3 separate regions of the Mus musculus genome follow, and regions 1 and 2 are each linked to region 3. Evidence: chromatin contacts called from public Hi-C data. All regions are on one chromosome and are shown on one strand. The core of a region is the stretch at or near the end of the contact, and the rest is flanking DNA. Distances in the headings are between cores, read along the strand shown. Region 1 has its middle 41 kb from the start of Gm24982. Region 2 has its middle 26 kb from the start of A730082K24Rik. Region 3 overlaps Plekha7 (pleckstrin homology domain containing, family A member 7).

Evidence for each region. A called contact is a pair of places that touch in the nucleus more often than the background predicts.
Region 1: a contact with region 3 is called in a Hi-C map of the N1E-115 cell line, with 5 times the contacts expected there. The contact joins two enhancer-like sites. A contact is called at or near these places in 5 of 484 Hi-C or Micro-C datasets (the N1E-115 cell line, cerebral cortex, cortical neurons and 1 more) and 2 of 115 datasets of contacts at active chromatin or transcription factors (astrocytes and extraembryonic endoderm stem cells).
Region 2: a contact with region 3 is called in a Hi-C map of the N1E-115 cell line, with 13 times the contacts expected there. The contact joins two enhancer-like sites. A contact is called at or near these places in 2 of 39 promoter capture datasets (cranial neural crest and second pharyngeal arch cranial neural crest), 1 of 15 datasets of contacts at CTCF or cohesin (pro-B cells), 4 of 484 Hi-C or Micro-C datasets (the N1E-115 cell line, embryonic fibroblasts, myocytes and 1 more) and 1 of 9 other capture datasets (embryonic stem cells).

The regions. Positions count from the first base shown.
Region 1 is chr7:114,872,233-114,875,696 of GRCm38.p6, reverse strand. No RefSeq gene overlaps it. Among named protein-coding and RNA genes, the nearest start is that of Gm24982, 41 kb to the right of the region's middle. Within about 2 kb of position 1,341, at least 28 of the 459 cell types and tissues checked have an H3K27ac peak or open chromatin away from gene starts, as enhancers often do. A contact at or near this core is called in the N1E-115 cell line, where this site is marked.
Region 2 is chr7:114,920,772-114,924,166 of GRCm38.p6, reverse strand. No RefSeq gene overlaps it. Among named protein-coding and RNA genes, the nearest start is that of A730082K24Rik, 26 kb to the left of the region's middle. Within about 2 kb of position 1,731, at least 18 of the 459 cell types and tissues checked have an H3K27ac peak or open chromatin away from gene starts, as enhancers often do. A contact at or near this core is called in the N1E-115 cell line, where this site is marked.
Region 3 is chr7:116,130,108-116,133,580 of GRCm38.p6, reverse strand. It overlaps Plekha7 (pleckstrin homology domain containing, family A member 7), which reads left to right. Exons shown (of 27, transcript NM_001305185.1): 24 at 805-960. Among named protein-coding and RNA genes, the nearest start is that of 1110004F10Rik, 38 kb to the right of the region's middle. Within about 2 kb of position 1,315, at least 38 of the 459 cell types and tissues checked have an H3K27ac peak or open chromatin away from gene starts, as enhancers often do. A contact at or near this core is called in the N1E-115 cell line, where this site is marked.

The sequences.
Region 1 (3,464 bases), core at 92-2,591, 1.3 Mb after region 3:
ATGTGTTTCTTTACAGCACTTCCAGGAAGGACTCCCGTGGAGACCATTAAAGAAAGTGTGAACAAAGATGAGGAGAAGGGGGAAATAAGGATCAGGAAAAGAAAAAAGAAAAAAATGTAAACACTGACTATCTCAGGGCGGTGAGACGCTCGCTGTAAGACCGTCTTTCTGGACTTTAATTTCTAAATTCTCTATATGTAATATGCTTTGTGTTCATGATAATACAGTGTTAACTCTAAGAAAAAGTTAGTTCTGCATGGTCTGCAATGACACATGAGGAATTAATTGAAATGCATTCTATCATCGATGGACAGGGCAGTTCCCACAGCCTAGGCCATGGAGCCTTTCCCTAGACAGCCTGAGGAGAAGCGAAAGGAACACAAATGAAAATAACCATAGGTCATTCCACTTCCCAGACCATGGCCTAACCAGAAAGCATGTGCCCAAATAATCATGAGATCCCCCCACTGCCTGGCAAAGCTCTGACCAGGCAGAACCTCAGAAACTTGATAGGTCCCAGAGACGAAAGTTCCAAATCCCTGCAAAGAGTTGAGAGCTGTTGGCCTGGCCACTGCTCTGGGTGGTCTTGTTGCCCACTTGCACTCCCCTCCTTAAGTACACCGATCTTCTTGTCACCCATTTCCATCCTTTGTCACCTCCATGCAGCAGCTTCCTGTCTCAACAGTTACCCTTGAAACTGGCTCCCACACCTGTGGGACACCTCTGATCTGAGTTGCTCACTAGGGTCTGCATCAGGACCATGCCCTCCCTGCCCCTGAACACTTTACATCCACTGATGATATGATTCAGTGACAATAAAGGGGCTTAAGGGCAGAGGCGTTCTAATCAGAGTGCCCTGTTCAAAGTCAGCTCTAACCCTAGCTGTGTGATGTTGACCTAACCCTTGGACATATCTGTACCTATGCTCACTACTCTGCAAGGTGGTGATATTGCGCAACCATTGCCACCTCAGAGGCCAGCAAGGAGGATCAAGGTCTCACCTGAGGATGAGGAGGCCTCTCTGCTTTGTTTTTATGAACAAAAAGTAAGGAGCTTCTAAAACTCCCTCATTGGCTGACTTTGAGATTATAGTTAAAAAAAAAAAAAAAAAAAAAAAAAAAAACTCCCTCAGATCTTGGTCCCCCACCACCCCACCTAGGAATTGTTCATTAATTTTTCGTTCTAAAGACAGCAGAACAATTTGCATCTTTTTTTCCCAGAGAAATTCCAGAGGGACAGTGAGAGACAAAGTGAGAGAGGGGCAGAGAAAGAACAGTGGCAGAGAAAAGAGAGAGAGAGAGAGAGAGAGAGAGAGTGGGGACACACAACAGATTGGAGCTGCCAGGCTGGCAGCAGGAACGAAGCCTCGGAAAACATGCTCACTTGCCAGCTGGGTTTCGCCAGCGAGGTTGGTTTTTTGAGTGGTTTTTTTTTTTTTTTTTTTTAATTTTCTTTTTCATTTGTGTTCACACTTCCCCCTCTTGTGGCTCATAAGAAAATCACAGGTACTGTTTTGCTCTCAAAACTTAGGGATGCGCCTGGCTAAATGGAGCTAAGCAAAGGTAACTAGGTCAAACTCTACTTGAATTACAGAATAGAGGTGGCGGGGGGGGGGGGGGACCAGGCTATGTTATATACATGACCCAGCCCCCAGATCTTTCTCCAAATGTCATGTGAGCAGAGGGAACCTCTAAGTCTCATCTTCAAAATGAAAGAACAGCTCCAAGAGACTCAAAAAGCCACAACCTCCAAGGAAGACCCCCCAAGAGGCTTAAAGAGCTACTGCGATAGAGTCATTTAGGGACAAGCCAGCAGAGAGACAGATGATATGTACAAGCAATACCCAAAAGAGAACTGATCCTTTATTGCTATACTTAAACCATGCTGAAGCCAGCTTATACCAGTTGGTTACACTGTCATGGATACCCAAAGTGCCCTTTCTTCAAAGGGTTGAATAAATGTTACTTTTCATCATGCCTTCTGGCATGTCTTCCCCAAGCCCTTACCTCTAGAGGATATATGCTGTCCTTTCCCTCTCTGACATCCCTTATCTCGTTTCCTAAAGCAGCCCCAGCCTGCTCTGCTTTCTGTTTGCAATTATGTTTGCTGTGGCCCCACCCTCCCCTAGGGATGAAAGGGAAAAATCTGGGCTTCCTGCAACTCCAGGGATCCAGCCCCCTGTAAGGAATGTGTGCAGTAGCATTTCATAAGTGTGAGTCATCCACACATACAGCTCGATCCCATAACAGACAGAAGAGGAGAGGTTGTGTCTAAAGCCAGGGCAATCTCATAAATAAATAAATAAATAAATAAATAAATAAATAAATACCATCTTTCCCTGAGCACTCTGCAATGGCAGGCATCTATGCTAAATCATAGCCCACCTGTACTTCAGTGATCCCTGCAATTTATCTTTAAATGTTTCAAAATGAGGACTGATGGACATAGGAAGGAAGGGAGGAAGGGAGGAAGGAAGAAAGGAAGGAAGGAAGGCAGGAAGGAAGGAAGGAAGGAAGGAAGGAAGGAAGGAAGGAAGGAAAGGAGGGAGGGAGGGAGGGAGGGAGGGAGGGAGGGAGGGAGGGAGGGAGGGAGGAGGAAGGAAGGAAGGAAGGAAGGAAGGAAGGAAGGAAGGAAGGAAGGAAGGAAGGAAGGAAGGAAGGAAGGAGAGAAAAAGGAAAGGAAGGAGAGAAAAAGGAAAGGAAGGAAAGAAAAAGGAAAGGAAGGGAAGAAAAAGGAAGGAAGCAAGGAAGGAGGAAGAAGGGAAAAACAAGAGAAGTTTGGGAAGATGAAAAACAGGAAGGAGAGGGAGGAAGAAGGAGAGGAGGCCTAATGGACAGTAACAATTCAGCTGCAGGATCCATGGCTATCCATACCCACTGGACTTTTCTTTATATCTTTATCAGTTTTTCACTATTTCAAAGACAAAAAAGTTAAGATAAATCCAAAATCAGCTGTATTTAAGACAGCTTACAACAAAAATACAAGTCCAAATGAGCTTTTCATTCCAGAGCACAAGTGGGCTTTAGGGCTTCTAAACAAAACATAAGTGAGTATACGTTCTGTGAGTGCGTGTTTTTCTAGGAAGATAATAGTTACAGCTTTTATCAAAACATTGCAGATTTGTAAGTCCTGTATCCTCCGAAGTGTTAAAAATAGCGACTCACAGAGAGACAAAAGACTTGCTATTAGGGAGTCAACAGTTGTAGAAGGATAGATTGAACCAGTCAAATGTCAGAGACAAGAAATGGCTTGGAAAGGATTCAGCCTCGACATTTCCCACCCCATCCGCATAGGAAAGGCAAGCCTAAAGAGAGCTCGGTGAGATTGACTTCAGCAATGTAACATATCACTGATTCCTAAATAACTAGGACCGCAGTGATTTTCTTATGTCATGGGGCCTCCCTGTCTCCTGCAAAAGCCGTTCTGAAAACCATTTCCAGACAACAATGGCCATCTTGTCAGCT
Region 2 (3,395 bases), core at 482-2,981, 1.2 Mb after region 3:
ATTCCCTTCGCCCCCTCTTTCTATGTGGTCATGGCCAGCCTCTACTTCTCTACTCTCTCCTTCTCTTTGCCTTTCTCTGCTTCTACTACACTCTGAACTCCCCTCCCCATGCCCTGAATAAACTGTATTCTTTTTTTTTTCAATTTTTTATTAGGTATTTACTTCATTTACATTTCAAATGCTATCCCTAAAGTCCCCTATACCCTCCCCTGTCCTACACACCCACTCCCACTTCTTGGCCCTGGTGTTTCCCCTGTACTGGGGCATATAAAGTTTGTAAGACCAAGGGGCCTCTCTTCTCAATGATGGCCAACTAGGCTATCTTCTGCTACATATGCAGCTAGAGACATGAGCTCTGGGGGTACTGGTTAGTTCATATTGTTGTTCCACCTACAGGGTTGCAGATTCCTTTAGCTCCTTGGGTACTTTCTCTAGCTTCTCCACTGGGGGTCCTGTGTTCCATCCAATAGCTGACTGTGAGCATCCACTTCTGTGTTTGCCAGGCACTGGCTTAGCCTCACAAGAGACAGCTATATCAGGGTCCTTTCAGCAATATCTTGCTGACGTATGCAATAGCGTCTGCGTTTGGTGGCTGATTATGAGCTAACTGTATTCTATACTAAAAAAAAAAAAAAAAAAAAAAGACTAAAGACATTAATTGGAGGTCATAGGACAATTTAGCTGAGGAGCCTACATACAAGCCCAGGAAATCTGAACTTTATTCTAATGACCTAGCCTGGTACCTAGGACAGAATCAACCAAAGAAATGTGGCAAAGGATCTTTGTCATGTTTATGAACTGCAGGCCAGCTCTGTGCATGGATCTTTGCTGCCTTCAGCAGATCTGAAGCATGCCTAGTGGTTTTTATTAAAAGGAAGAGAGGTGCCTGGGAGGGACTCAGTAAAGGGGAAAACAATGCCTGCTACACCCCCACCCTCTAGGAGCTGGGTGCCTTGGCCACAGAGGAGACACTGATGCCTTCCAGGAGAACACAACTGAAGCAGTAACAACAACAAAGTGGCATGGGGAGAAAGAGCAGAAATCAAGACTTCAGTTTTCAGCTGTCACCTGTCTATCATAGGCTCTGAAACAAGGACAGCTGTCCTCTGAGGCATGGCAACGCCAGTGTGAGCTAGCTCTAGAATCCAGATGGAAAGAATAAAATACAAAGGAGAGAAGCCATGATGATCATGTGGCTTAGGCTAAACAAGGCGTTCCGGGTCCCACTTTGGTCCAGATTCTCTTCTCCAGGTGACTCACCATGTTTGGTTGGTCCAGTTCCTTGTTCAATGCAGAGACTGTGGTAGACAAGATCAGGGAACCAGGGTCCTCAGACCAGTTAGAATCCCATTCTGGCCTCAGTTTGTCCCATGTATAAAATCAGGAGGTCAATTAAATTTTAATACCTTTAACATCTTGAAAATCCCATGTGCCCTCGACTCACTTTACCCACAGCCATAAATCAATATCCTTGGGGCAAATGATTTCATTTAGGTCAAATGATTACTTGTACATATACAGGGGAGAAATAAAGACACCACACACACACACACACACACACACACACACACACACACACACCTCCTGAACCTCATGTTTATAGAGCCCACTCCCACCTCAGTCATACACAAAGCATCCAGACAGTCGAGCAGAGGCACAAACACCTGGACTCTCTAAGCTGCTCCTTCCCCCACCCACTCTCTTGATCCCGCCCCACAGCCCCCTTTCCAACTCCCCTGCTGGGTAGCCAAGAGGGCCTAGCCTTCCACTGTCTAGTTACCTAAGATGATGGGCTGGTGCCACCCAATGGTCAGGATCAGAAGTACACCCTTGGTTTCAAGACCCAAAGGGGATTGGAAAGGGTCCAGGGTCATTCAATCCATCATTCTCTGTGCAGTGAGGTTGTGTCCAGAGTTGCCCTAGATAGACCAGGCTGCCTATGGTCGTAAACCTTCTCAAAGGTCAGGGGATTGTCACTGACACTCTGGGAGACTTTGGGCCAGGCCAGAGCCTAAAAATATTGGGTGCAAACTGTGTGCTCAGCACCATTCTAGAAGCTTTATCTGCAGTCTCCTTTTGATCCTCACACCTGCTGCTTTGCAGGGCATGTATTACTGTCTCTATTTTAAATAACTACTACTAAGAGGGGTGACTCTGAGACACAACTCCAGCTCTGACTGGCAGTCACCTGGCCACCCTGGACTTAGTCTTCTCTACATCTTTGAATCTAATCATTCATTCATTCATCCATTCAGTAATTCAGTCAGTCAGTCAGTCATTCAGTCACTCACTCACTCACTCACTCACTCACTCATTCTTCCTGTGAATGTTATGGATAGGATCCATGTTAGAAAGAATTCAGAGGGGCACCAAGGTATGACTTTAAATAGCTTCTAGGCTTCAAGAGTCAATGAGTGTTGTGTCTTCCAGAGTCCTTAAATATATAACCTTAGAGGCTCTTCTTTGTCAAGTTGTATGTAAGTACAAATGGTAAAAATGAAGCCCTAGCCTAGAGTGGAAGGCAGCCAGCACATAGAGGAGAGCAGCCAATGTGCTTGAGCAAAGACTCTTCAGTCCACATTCTTCTAATCTAGGACTGCCCCAATGTGAGCCCAAACACAGTCAAGGAAAGAGTGAAAAAAAACTGTGGTAATTGGTTTCAAAGGACTCTGTTTGTGTCACAGGTGAGAGCCAGGAGCAGAGAGGCACTTCAAGTGCAGAGAAACTCGGTATGTCCTGCCATTCTGACATCTCCAGCCTCTCTCCACAGCCCAACTCCAACCTTTGTCCCTACTCAACTGCTTCTCCACCTGCATCCTCACAGAGTCCTACTTCCCAAGCTCCAAACAGCCCACAATTCACTAGCTCCTGATCTTTGCTTATTTTGATTAATGCATAGGAATAGAATAATAGAATCATAGTATGTGAAATACCAGAAAAAAATCACCCAGTCCAAAGTGTGTGGATAAGTAAGAGACCTAGGTAAGAAGATTGATCCAAGATCACATGGCCAGCATATGTTATGGTATAGCACCATACAATGTAGCCTGTAAAATAACTGGGTGCAGAGTTCACACTGCCCTTTCCAGGATCACTTTCTCCCTTTCCTCTTCATCACCATCCTTGTGAAATCAGACAGTGATGGAGGTCTGCATCAATCAATTCTAAGTCATCTTTTCACATTCCCATTCCTTTCCAGTTTCCCAGCCCAAGTATAACTGTCCTTGAAGACAGAAAACACCTTTACTTTCTTATAAAGTCTTAATTCTAGCACAATGATGATTTAATTCTAGCATGCAAATTAATAAAGGCTTAGTTCTATCATGTACATATCAATATTGGGTGGGTAGCCGGAGGTATAGATGAATGGAAGAAAGGGAGAAGGGGGAGAGTGA
Region 3 (3,473 bases), core at 66-2,565:
CAGCACACACAATTCTGTTGGTTTGCTACGGAGGACCCGAGCTTGTGCATGAATGTGTGGAGCGTGCTGACATGGCGACAGGATCGGGTCGGGGTGGTTGTGAGGTATCTTTGGCTGCTGGGGTACTGTGAGATGAATGGAGTGAGAGAGAGGAGGTGACCTGAGGCATTAAGTATCGTCTCATCCTCACAAGAGAGTCCTTTGTTCTTTTAAGGTCAGAGGTCTGAAGTGAACAGGAAGCCATCTTGGAACTGCGCACACGTGCCTGGGTAGATTTTTCCCTCCTGGGAAGAGACATTGATACAAAGTTGCCACTGTGAAACAGCCTTGGAGCAATTCCCTCTGATCTCACTTTTAGTTTGTTTTCTATTTTAAGGAAACTGTCTTATCTCAAATGGTTATCATTTTCCACGGCAGTTTGCAACACTGGTGGTCAACCAACTCCTTGGTACTGATTGGAACTCTCTACCAATTGCTGGGTCCCTGTGGACCACTGTAGGCTTAAAGTCATGGGTCTTCCTCCAGGACCCTACGGATGCACATTTGAATACTCAGAGGTCCTAGATCAGAGCACAGCCAGCAGTGTGGAAGAGGCCACAGGACGAAGGCAGAGGCCAGTTTTCAGTTACACACACACACACACACGCACACACACACACACACACACACACACACACACACAACACAGCTATGACACTTGCCTAATGTCTCAAAAGTCCGTCTTCCCAGGTCCTTAGGCCTCAGGGCCCTGTGTGGTTCTTGAATGGGTCGGAAAGTGAGGTTAACCCTCTCCTCTGTTGCCAGTGGAAGCGAGAACAAGAGTTTGACCTGCAGCTGCTGGAACGGGCTGCTCAGGGGGACAGAAAAGACAAAGAGGAGGGCTGGCTGAAAGTGCAAGCCACACCTGTCATGGAGTTGGACCTGGAGCCACAAGACTATGACTTGGACATCAGCAGAGAGGTGAGGATAGGGGCTTCCTTCATGCTTTCTAGAAGTCACCAGGCAGGGTTCAGCTTCACTGTTGCCCAGGAAGGTCCGGACGCTTGAGATCGTAAAGGCGTCCATGTTCTAAATCACACTTAAGCCTATTTCTGATGATGTGGGGAGAATTAAGTGACTCAGCATGTTCCCAAGAGGATTAGAAAATGTTCCCTGGATCATTAGTGGTGGCCCTCGAAAATGACCTCTTAGGCAGACTATCATACGTGGTGGGAAAATACAGGGCAGGTCTGAAAAGTCACAGGAGACATTTCCAGCCGGGACTGGAGCCAATTTCGATCTGAACTCTTCTGCTGCCCTCTAGTGGCCCACTTGCCTCATGACAGGTCAGGCCTAGGAAAACAAGGCAGGAGAAAGGAAGGGAGGGAGGGAGTGCCAGGCAGTCTTCTAGACATCTCTGGTCACCTGTGGTCTGTGGGCAGTGTCTGCAGCTGTTTCAGTCCTTTGTGTCCCTAGCACTAGGATGGCACGCAGTAGGCATGCTATAAATGTCTGCTGGTGGAAGACATTGTTATATGAATTTCCAGTGCCCCAAAACATTTGTGTAGGAACTTGGCCTGCTGCATTTTTCCCAGGTGTAGGCTGAGTTTGGGTGAGATTCTAAGTCTTCCACAGGTGCCCTACTTAGGTAGAGGGGGAACTTTGCCACTGTGGTTGTGTGTGTGTGTGTGTTAAAATCTGGGTCTCACACATGCCAAGTACATAGAACTACATACCTAGCCCTCCCATTTCAAGAGACAGGGCAGATCCATTTGCAGGTTTTTGTTTTGTTTTGTTTTTCCCTTTGAATGGTTAGGGATTCATGGGGGAAAGGAGCTCTGAGAACAAAGAGAACACTGTAGGTAACTCGGTACTTGAGTTTCTAGGTTCTTGGTTCTTGCAGTCAGTAAATTCAGCCTCCTGCCCCAGGTCTTTTTCTCTGACAGCCTAAACAGTAGCTGCCAACAGTCTGGCGGCTTTCTTATTCACAAAGAGCCTCCATGTGCTCTTGGCAATGCGAGGCTGCCCTCTGCTGTCCTTCCTTATCTCTAACCTAAATCCTCCTGCTACAATGCAGTCTACTTCCTACTCTAGATCTGTCCTGGTCGGATGACAGATTTTTTTCTTGCCACCTTTCAACAAACTGAAGGGCCACATGGGTTCAGTTCTGCTACTGAGACCAAAATCCACCTAGTCAAGGGGGAAGAAAACTATCTTGAGGCAAATTAAGATGACATTTTGAAAATCGCAAGCTTAAATATTCCTAAAAGCGTGGACAGAGGTTTTCAGAACTTTAGCTAGCAGGTTAAAAACAGGGATTCCCACTGGTGCTGGGGGAAAACAAAATTAACTTTTTTTTTTTTAATTTAAAATGTACTGAGACAACCAGTAGAGTTGGTTCTTTCCTACCATGTGGGTCCCCAAGATCAAACTTGAGTCATTAGCCTTGGCAGCAAGCAGCTTACCTACTGAGCCATCTCTCAAATGCACAAATTTAACATTCTTGCAGGAATGGGGTGCTATGAAGACTGAATCTGTATATAGCATGGGGGAGGGGCCTTGTCACCAGAGCACTGTCCCAGAGGAAAGAATGAGAGAGCTTTTAGGAAAGGTAACTTAGATAAACCTGCAGAGTCAGGCTGGGGGCAGGTGGAGAACTGAAGAGAGGACCATCAGTCTTCATCCGTTAGGTGAAGGTAAAAATCTACGCTCTGCCCAGAAGTACGAAAAGCACCTTGGTTATTAACCGGTTGCATGCTGTCACTGCTGGTTCAAGCTTTTCAGTCAGTCAGGTCTGACCTGTACGCCCCCCAAAGTCAGAAGTGTGTTTGAGATGGGAGAGGTTTTACTACGGTTATGTCAGCTCACCCATCCGTTTTGGGTGGTCTCTAAGCTGCCTGGCTCTGGTTCGACCTTTTTTTGTTTGTTTATTTGGTTGGTTAGTTGGTTGGTTGGTTGGGCTTTGTTATTTTCTGTTTTGAGACAGGACCTTTCTAGGTAGCCCTGGCTGGCCTGGAACTCACTGTGTAGACTAGAGATCCACTTGTCTCTGCCTCTCCAGTGCTGGGATTAAATACACGTACTATCTCACAGCCCTGAAATAAGACTTCACTTACTGAAGTCCTATTTCAGTGCCAGATCCCTAAATTAGAGCAGAAGAAAGCTCCTTAGGTGGGAAGGACACCAGAGCTCCCACTGAGCCCGTGTGGCTGGAGGGTCGGCTCACTGGGGCTTTGAGTGTAGCACTAAGGATCAAGTGCTTCCTGTGAGAGTCTCAGCGTGTTGCCTGCCTTCTGTTTCCCTTTCCCCTGGCCTCTAGAAAGCCGTCTAGTGTAGCAGGAAGAGCATGTGCTTCGGTATGAGACTCAGGTTCGAGTCCTTAGTTCCACAACTGATTCTTTTGATGATCTTAGCAAGTTTCTTCTGGGTGAGCCGTGGGGGACAGGCCTGGAGCAAGAGTGGGGTTGAGGCATGTCCAATCCCTAGAAATCTTG